2 separate regions of the Hordeum vulgare genome follow, and region 2 is linked to region 1. Evidence: chromatin contacts called from public Hi-C data. All regions are on one chromosome and are shown on one strand. Each heading gives the region's core, a stretch centred on a gene start, on an enhancer-like site or on the middle of the called end of the contact. The rest is flanking DNA. Distances are from core to core; before and after follow the strand shown.

Region 1 (4,800 bases), core at 636-3,135:
CTGATTATTTACAAAGACCTTATAAAATAATACATGAGTTAGTCTGAAGCCGTCATCTTAGCAACAATTGTCGCTATTCCTATCCACTTAATGAAGGGGTATCGATAGTCCGAGCCTAATACCAAATAAACGTCGCATGAAAGTCTAACATCTAAAGTCGGAGGCCCCAACCAAGCCACATATTGGGTTTAGGGTACAAACCGGTCCGACACACTCTCATGTGTCATCGCCGCCGTTTTCCACCAATTCATCTTCAGAGAAGACTAACATACCGACCTTGCTAGGCCTCTCTGCCATTAATGCCACAATGCTGCCAGATAGTGTCCTCCTTCTACGCGAGTTCACCTCGGCACACCGGACGCCGAGTCTCCATTGCGCTACACCGCCGAGATCGGCCACTATGAATGTGTAAGATGAAGCACCACTCCACCAAATAAACCGTCCACTAGTCCCTCGAGCCCATGTACACCTCCAAAAATGACGCCCCTAGGAGGAAAACAAGACCAGAGAGCCCCCGTCGTCCGATGTACTAATTTAGGATTTCCTCCGAAGGTAGCAGATGGAGGTCTGGAGCTTCTCCACGGCGATGCCTTCAAGAAGACAACAACACAAAAGAGTGCCGCCATCGCTAGTCTTGACAACAAGCTGAGAACGAGGTTTTCACCCGGATTCGCTCGATGAACCTCCATCAAGCATCGTGTGCATGGGTTGCCACCGATATGAGCCATCACGTAGCGAGTAGGCCGTACCAGCCATATCATATCTGTTCGGAGGCCAGACCACGCATGGCGCCGACCCGTTCGCCAGGCCCTCTGCGTCGCCGCCGTCGATCCGGGGTCAGATGGCCCATTGTCGCACATCTGGTAGCCGTCGCCGAACAAAGCCAACGTTGCTGCCCGAAAGGCCATCCGTCGTGCCCTCAACCATTGTCGCCCGAGGCAGAGTCAGCCATCGTGCCGCCGCCGGTCAAGGCAGGAACACCCGCCGCGTCGCCAAGGCCAGATCGGTCGTGCCTCCTCACGCCGCAGGGCTCCGCACCATCCCCATGACGTAGGAGAGAGGGAGGCCCCCACCACCGCCGTCGGCCTGCGGGCTATAGGCCGGCGGCTTCCCTTGGAGCATCAAATGGAGGGAGGGAAGGAAGGAGAGCCCCCGACGACTAGGGTTTCGTCCTGCCCTAGTCGTCCGAGCGGGGGCGACGCGGGGGTTTATCCTCTCGACGTGCTAGTTGTTTTGATTTCCTCTATGATAGAAAGATAGGAGCGAGCAGTAGGGTAACAATTTATGCATGATATAATAAAGAACAATGTTTAGCGTGAACTATGAACAAAACCGTGCATCATTTATAATTTTTTTTAAAATACTTATTGTTGAAGAGAACTAGAACAACAAGTATTGTGGTACGGAGGGAATACTTAGAGAAAAAGTTAGAGAGATCTCTGCCGGTACACTCGATTCCAGCTGGCCGGCGACAATGATCCAGGTGCTCTGCTCACCTTGGTGACAGTGTATAGTTAAGTGAACCTTCTTTGAAGAGTCCAGAAATAGTAAGCAAACACTAGTGGACGAAGTGAGCCCGCCACTCAGATCTGTACTAGTCGGGTTGCGGCGGTTCACTGGCCATGAACTGATCAGCTCAAGAAACCTTCCGCGCGATGGTTCTTCCAAGAAAATCACCGACATGCATGTTTCTACGCCTTGTCAGCCCCACTCGTGACAGGGGCCCATTTTCAGTGCATTAATCTTGCTAAAAACTGCAGAGGAAGCTCCGGCGGTATATAACTGCATTAAAAAATAGTAGAAAAATATGTACATTGAGCTGCCTGTTATCGTCAACTACAAAGGAAAGAAGAAGAAGAAAACGTTCCAAACGCACTGCCACAAAACGCAAGGCGAAAGTACCAAAGAAGAAGCGGATCCGCCGTTGACAATCACAAGTCAAGTAGTATTGTAAAAGCATAGGCAACTCAAACGCCGCCAAAGAAAATCCAAAGAAGCTGAGACTAGGGAACCATCCCAGCTTCTTCCTGCAGGTTTCCCCCGCCCTCCATTTCCTGCCCCCTTCCTCCTCCTCATCTATATCAGACCCCCTGCCAATGGACTCCTCCTTCCCTTTCTTCCACAATGGCTTCTTCCAAGCGGCCCCGTCCATGTTCCGGCGACGGCGGCGAGCTCTCCCGGCCTTGCAAGCGCTGGACATCACTCGTCATGTGAGTCTCCGCCTCTGGATTTCCATCCTTGGGATCAAATCAACGGCTGGTCAACTTAATTACCTTGTTCATATGCGATCCTGAGCTGATCTGTTTGGGTGGCAGGCATGTGAGGGGGAGGAGGACCATGGGTCAGGGAGTGTTTGGCTTCAGAGGGATCATAGGGGAGGAGTTCATGGCCATGTTCCTGCCGGTTTTCAGCAACATGGTTCAGAGAGTGGTAGGCACTTGGTCAAACAAAGCGCTTCCTGTCCCCATATGCCCTTTTTGATTTATTTATGAGAATTTTTAGTAGTACCTGTGTGTGCTTCTCATATCTGTAAAGGAACAGCTAAAAGAAAGGCCTATTATTCATTTGTGATACTTTGATATATTCACGTTTATAACAGCTAAAGGCCAAACATACGAATCTGTTCTTGATAATCTTTGTCTTCTTCTCAATATCATCTGGAAAAATTATAACCTTTCTCACATCTGCATATTTCAGGTTTCAGAGGAGGTAGAGAAAGCCATGTTCAGACAATTCAGTGCAGCAGCAGCGCCTCCAAGGTGGGAGATATACTTCTCCTTTCTCATGATAAAATTAGATCCATTTTACAAAATGTTTCAAGTCAGTCTCACTGCTCCTAACATACATGCTAAGCTGCCTCAATATGCTTCCATTTGCTCAATTTTGATGGTAATTTTTTGAGCTATATATGTAGGCTATTAGCTGGCCGGAGCCACCGTCCGAGGTATCAGCTCATGTTCTTGAATGATCTAAAACCAGTTTACACCATGATGAAGTTAGAAGCCAAGGATGGATCAGCTCTCAAGGTGGCCATGGTTGAAAACCTCGAAAACGACCAGACGAACGTCGTCAGGTTCGGTCATCTTTCTTCGGTTAGGGTTGAGGTTGTAGTCCTCCATGGCAACTTCAATGCTAAAAAAGAGGAATGCTGGACTCCTGAGGAATTCAGCAAGCATATAGTATGGGGCCGAGAGAAAAGCGCAAAACTCCTCAACGGTGATCTGATGCTGAAGCTCAGTGGAGGGGAAGCTTTCCTTGGAAGTGCTAACTTCACTGATAACTCTAGCTTCACAAGCACTAAGAAGTTCAGGCTGGGGCTGAGGCTTGTCGATGCCTTTGGAGAGAGGGTTCTTGAAGGAATCACTGAACCTTTCCGCGTTAAAGAGCGTAGGGTGGAGGGTATGCCTATTTGCCTCACATTTAAGCTGTTCATTTGCTTATTTATTTTTCCTCTTCACGAACGTGCCTTCTTTGTTTGGAGCTGAGACCGATCATATGAATCTTGCTGCTTTTGTAGGATTTGAAAAGCACTATCCACCTAAGCTGAGCGATGAAGTTTGGCGTTTGGAAAAGATTGGTAGGAATGGGGCTTACCGCCAGGCCTTGTCAGACAGCGGAATTGATACCGTGCAGAAGTTATTACAGTCTTATGTAAAGGATGAACAGAAGCTACTGAAGGTAAAGGTTCTATATATGTTTATCTATCTACTAATTAAAAAATACTGCACGATGCTTTAGTACAACAGAGTTACTGATATTGGACTAACAAGTTCTTCCGGTTTCTCCTCTACCTCTAGACTTTCACCAAGATGTCACCAGCAGCTTGGAAAGCCATCATAGAACATGCCATGACGTGCAAAGTTGGCGATACTCTTTACATGCATGAAATTAAGGAAAGCAACATGGAATTTTTCTTTGATGCCATACTTCAGCTTGTTGGGGTGAAATTTGGTGATTGTTACAAGCCCTTAGATATGATTCACCCAGCAGAGAAGGTGATTTAGCCCCACTTGCTTCAGGTAGGAGAGTTTCTCACTAATGCTCTAACATTTAATATTCTTTCTTCACAGAATTTAGTCGAGACTCTGAAGCAAAAGGCTTATGAGAATATGAAGGATGTTCAGTATGATCATATTATGATCAACAACCGTCCTGTACCACTTCATAAGTTTCATGCAAAGGGTGCATCTAGGTTGAGTAATGTTCTTCAAAATCGGCAGATACTGAATTATGGTACCATCTTGCCTGTTCTACGAGTTCCATTCACTAACCATAGTAATTACTTACGAACGTCAAACACTGATGTTAATTCGTTGGCAGGTCAGCACAGTAGGTTTCAAGGAGACTTCTTGACTAGTCAGGGACTTGAATCAAAGGAGAGATTCTGTGCTTTCCAACAAGCAACTGATGTAAGTAGTAATGCTTCAAACATAAACTATGGTTAAGGATAAGAAACATATAGAGGTTACTCTAAGGTGCTGTCATCAATTTTCAAGCAGGCTTCAGTGGATATGTCAAGATTTCTGCAGGGCCAGACTTCCAATGATGTTAGCCATCAAAGAGTCACCAACAAATTTACACCATATGATCCAAGCCAAGGAACTTTCTTAACTCGGCCAAGAATCACACGGCTACATATACCAAATATTGAAAGAACAGATTTTGGTCCAGATGCTGCAACTTCTCCTATTGTTCATGACAACATTCAGGCAGGGCAGGTTGTTATGCATGGTCAGCATGGACAGAACCACTCTCATTTCTCTGAAGAATCATACAATGTAAGATAACTTTTTCTTGTGC
Region 2 (4,800 bases), core at 1,281-3,780, 600 kb before region 1:
TCCAAAGTTGGCGTGCCGAAAGTATTGGGTCCACAAGCCTTTGATGCAGGCGAAGAACTTTGGGAAGAAGAACAAAAATATCCTTAGGCAAATAAAGAGGATGCTGAATGCTAGGTAGGGCTCGCTCTTCACTGATTCGCTGACTGAACCATTCCACAGCTTCGCATACTGTGTGCTTCTTCCGGTTGTGTTCCACTTCCGCGGACCAAGATATGCAACTGGTTCTTGTCCTGCATCGAACAGAGTCTCTGTTAAGCCCGAATGAGAGTACCACCACGTACTTCCTATTATTCTATGAATTTAGTAAGATCATCGAAGTGTGACCAGCTAATGATAATGCAGTATCCGATCTAACAACCATACTGGTTAGTTTATAGTAAAATTATGACAATTACATCTGTGCACATTTAACATCCATATAATCGTATTGCCATTTCTCCTCCAGAGAATTGCTGTCGCCATCTTATCCATAGAACTACTATTCCCGTCTTTCGAGTTGTGCCAATAGAGCACAGGCTGCTTGGACAGCAAGATAATTAATATTTCATACTAAAACAGTGGTGTACCACACCACCCATTTATTTGCTAATCACATCAGGATATCAGGTGGGCCACAAATCAGTGAATGCATGATGAACATTGAGAAACCTACCAGTAACAGCAGAGTAAAAGTTGACCAGTGAGTTGAGATCTTTAGCAACAAGAGGCCAGAACGCATATGACTCATGAGCTATTAGTATAGAAGGAAGGCTGCGGACACCATATCTTGATAAAACTCTGCAAATCATAAGGAAGTATTAGTTAAGGCCATCGGTCATATTAATGGGTAAGAAAGGATGAGAGGAACACCACTACGCATAAGGCTCTTACGTTGGCATCACGTTGGACTGTTCTACAGCCAAGTGCTTAATATGTGGATACATTGAGCTAAGATCGTCGAAGATTGGTCTCATTCTATGAGAGAAAGGGCACCATGATGCATAGAAGAGGACAGCAGTGTACTCCTTTCCACCCAATTCTCTGATAAGTTCCTCCCCATTAACCTGCAAAGTTTTTCAAGGTGAGGTTCATATTAAGCCCGACATGGACTAAAGAACTCAGCTTCATAAACAGATGCTTTTGGCAGTCTACGTTGCCAATTATCCGCACTACAGCAAATTGACTAGAGAGCAGAGACTACATGGAACTGCTATGACATAAAACCATCATATTGGACGATCCATACTGAACAAGTAGGCTTAACACATCTTGGTTCTATCAGGTGGGCAGTCCGTTGATACGTTTAAACCACTTAGCCCAGACGGCGCCGTCTCATTGGCAGGCAATCCCTTGAGGCATTTAAACCTCTTAGCACAGTGAACCTTAGAACCATCTCATTAAATTAGTAACCAAGCTCAGTAATAGCAAGAAATAAACATCTCCCTAGCCAGAGCTATCCAAAACCTTAGCATCCCAAACGCTCAATGGTACTCCATGAAGTTTTGGATATTAATCCACTACTACACAAGTATCTTGTACGTTCTAATTCACTACTGCACGAAGTTTTAATTTACTCACAGAATGAACTGCCAAGCACTGGTACCATAAGCACAATAAGTTACAGAAATGAGGACACTGATCCACTCAATGACACCGAAACAACACACGGTATCTAGCTGAATTGCCCCTAAATTGGCATCTTGAAGGCTTGAACCGATGAAAGATGCCAACGCATTCCAAACAAATTTATCTCGAGCGCAATATTTGTGGGAAAAAAATTGATGCAGGATAAGAGCTAGACTAGACACCCAACTGAACCTTCATACTCCCGCGTTGACTAATACCCAATCAGCTCGCACAAAAAAATAATAATGAAACAGAACGGTTTATTTCGCCCCATATGAAATTGCAGGGAAATCGCCTAACCAAATCAAAAGGATAGAACAGAACCCCATCATGATAAACGTCAAGTTTTTGCCCCAAGAATTGCAAAGTGAATTCGCTCAATTTACTTCTGAAACTTGTAAAACAACAAAACAAACTTCTTGGCACCTAAATAGCATCAAGATTAAGGAACTGGACCTTAATTAAATTGTGTGACAGACGAATCGACGGACGAACAGGAATTCACGGGAGAAGAGAGATCAACGAAGAACCGTACGAACGAATCTCCGGATTCATCCACACAATAAATGCGCAGGTACACCCAAAAAAAGCAAACAATCTGTAGCCAACCAAACAGCCCGGAGCTATGGTGGGAGACACGCACCTCCTTGGCCAGCTGTCCCTCCGTCGAGGTGCGGCAGGTTCCCCGGAGCCCCTGGAGGAACGGCGGCGGCCTCTCCTCCGGCCTCGGGCACCGACCAGAGTGTACCGCCGTGAGCGGGTACGCGGACACCTGCAACGGCGCCGGGAGCTGGAGGAGCACGAGGAGGAGGAGAGGGGCGGCGAGGAGGCGGCCGGCCATGGCGAGAGGGGGAGGAGAGGAGTGGGAGGAGGACGCGTCGTGAGATTTCTTGGTTGTTTTTGGAGGTCGAGAAAGAAAGTGTACTGGTAACAAATTTGGAGGGTGTTTCCAGGAAAGAGCAGATTCGGGCTTTCGGAGGGCTGGAATGGAAAGCGTAGTTTAACCCTAACCGCTTTATTTAACTTGTGTTGCTCTTTTTTTCTTTTCTTTTTTTCAACTTGTTGTTTATTCTGCTGCTTGAATTGTTCTTCCAAGCTTTGATGAATTTCCCTCGCATCTTCCCTTCTTTTTCGTTTTCCTTGAGCGATCAATGCTGAGATTATTGATAATGCATTTTGATCCAGAGGGAGCATCGCAAGAAGTATGAACTAGGTGGTTGACTAGTGAAGTGTTGTGGAGCACGCGAGGTGAGAAGTACAAAAAGGACGGGGATGCTTTTACAACATTATTCTCTAAAAATTATCATGAATGCGTAAATTAGGATGAGTCACATGTAAATGTTAACTAAGAAACTCTGATATCTTTGATGTCGCTCCTCGATCTGTGATTTTTTGTAGAATTAGAACCGAACATATGAGTTTGCACGAGCGCACGCGAGGGGGGGGGGGGAGATGATCCTTTGCGGTGCTGCTAGATTGGTTGCTTGTGACTAGTGATTGGAAGATTATATTCTCGCGATGTTCGCTTGCGGATAGAACTTAAGCTAGGATCCAACCATTGTCCTCTCTAGGTGTCCTCTAGGGAGGAGGAGAAGTAGCTTGCGAGGCATTTCTTCATTGAAGATCATTGGTTGGTCCAACCGGTTTTTGTAGAATTGGGCGAAGGCTCGACCCTTGCACCGCTGCAGCCTTTGTGTGATGAGTTGGATGAGTGGCAACCTTGTATCAGTCAGTTGTGGCATCATCTTTGAGGCTGAGCGCGAACGTGGGTAGCAGTCTTAAGCATAGGAAAGAAACCATCGTGCAGAGGTTATGGGCACGACCTTAAGTCATACTTGTCGGACCTTTCATCCGTAGAATGGGCACAAAGGCACAAGATTAAAGACTAACTAACCTTTCCCACCTGTTACGAGGAGTTATACTAGCAACAAAGGGGAGGACAACAATGGATTCTAGAGGGGGATGCGAGCACCACATTTTTTCATGTTATCGCTAATGGGAGGTAATGTATGATTATGGCTCTCCAGATGGGTGACACATTCATCTCTCGGGGTCTCGCGCTCCGGCACCACATCTATGATTTCTACCGCGAGTTCCTAGGGGTCTTGGAGCCAGGAAGGGACCATATCTCACACAGGGGTTGTGTGTGTGTGTGGGGGGGTCGTAGGAGGACAATAGTTTGGTGCCACCCTTATTTCTCACGGAGATCATGAAATCCCTCGAGGAATGTGAGATGGACACGACCCCGCGCCGAGACAGTTTTCCCCTGATTTTCTACAAGAAAATTATAGTCCATGGTGGGTCCCCAAATTTTTAGGTTGATTGATGACTTCATGTAAAGTCTTATCGATATTGAGGGGCTTAACTATGGGGTATAGCATTACCCCCTAAAGTGAATGGGGCTGACAACATTTGGTAGTTTAGGCCATGATGATCCATAAGTATAGGGTATCAATCGTAGTCCTTTTGATAAGCAAGAGTGTCGAACCCAACGAGGAGGAGAAGGAAATGATAAGCAGTTCCAACAAGGTATTCTCTACAAGTGCTATGGGTAATAGTGATAAGTAGTTTTGTAGCAAGATAATTTGTAACAAGTGACAAGTATCAATAGTAACAAGTATGTAGTGAGATAGCGGGATCCTTTTATAGCAAAGGACGGGCATGAAAGTACTCTTATATGAGGCAAGCGCTCCCGAGGACACATGGGAATTTCTGTCTAGTCATGTTCATCATGTTGAATTGATTCATGTTCGTTACTTTGATAATTTGATATGTGGGTGGACCGGTGCTAAGGCGTTGTTCTTACTTGAACAAGCAACCCACTTATGATTACCCTTCTCTGGCAAGAATCCACAACTACGAAAGAAGATTAAGATAAATCTAACCATAGCATGAAACACGTGGTTCCAAATCAGGCCCTCGTGAAGCAACACATAAACTGGGGTTTAAGCTTCTGTCACTCTCGCAACCCATCATCTACTTGTTACTCCTCAATGCCTTCCCTTAGGCCCATAACATGGTGAAGTGTCGTGTAGTCGACGTTCACACAACACCCCTAAGAGAAGCAACAACATACACATCGTCAAAATATCAAACGAATACCAATTTCACATGATTATTTATAACAAGACTTCTCTCATGTCCTCAGGAACAATAGTAACTACTCACACCTCATCAACATGTTCAAGATAAAAG

What was found. Hi-C and Micro-C count contacts between places; a contact is called where the count stands out from the background.
Region 2: a contact with region 1 is called in a Hi-C map of seedling, with 6 times the contacts expected there. The contact joins the promoter of LOC123397952 here to the promoter of LOC123451896 in region 1. A contact is called at or near these places in 3 of 6 Hi-C or Micro-C datasets (leaf and seedling) and 1 of 1 datasets of contacts at active chromatin or transcription factors (embryo).

What each region holds. Positions count from the first base shown.
Region 1 is chr5H:116,129,112-116,133,911 of MorexV3_pseudomolecules_assembly, reverse strand. It overlaps LOC123451896, which reads left to right and starts at 1,885. Exons shown (of 10, transcript XM_045128445.1): 1 at 1,885-2,210; 2 at 2,316-2,430; 3 at 2,698-2,759; 4 at 2,915-3,399; 5 at 3,518-3,678; 6 at 3,798-3,995; 7 at 4,071-4,233; 8 at 4,321-4,409; 9 at 4,500-4,778. The coding sequence starts at 2,125.
Region 2 is chr5H:116,733,990-116,738,789 of MorexV3_pseudomolecules_assembly, reverse strand. It overlaps LOC123397952 (5'-adenylylsulfate reductase-like 6), which reads right to left and starts at 2,530. Exons shown (of 4, transcript XM_045092462.1): 1 at 2,249-2,530; 2 at 871-1,043; 3 at 653-777; 4 at 1-230. The coding sequence starts at 2,446.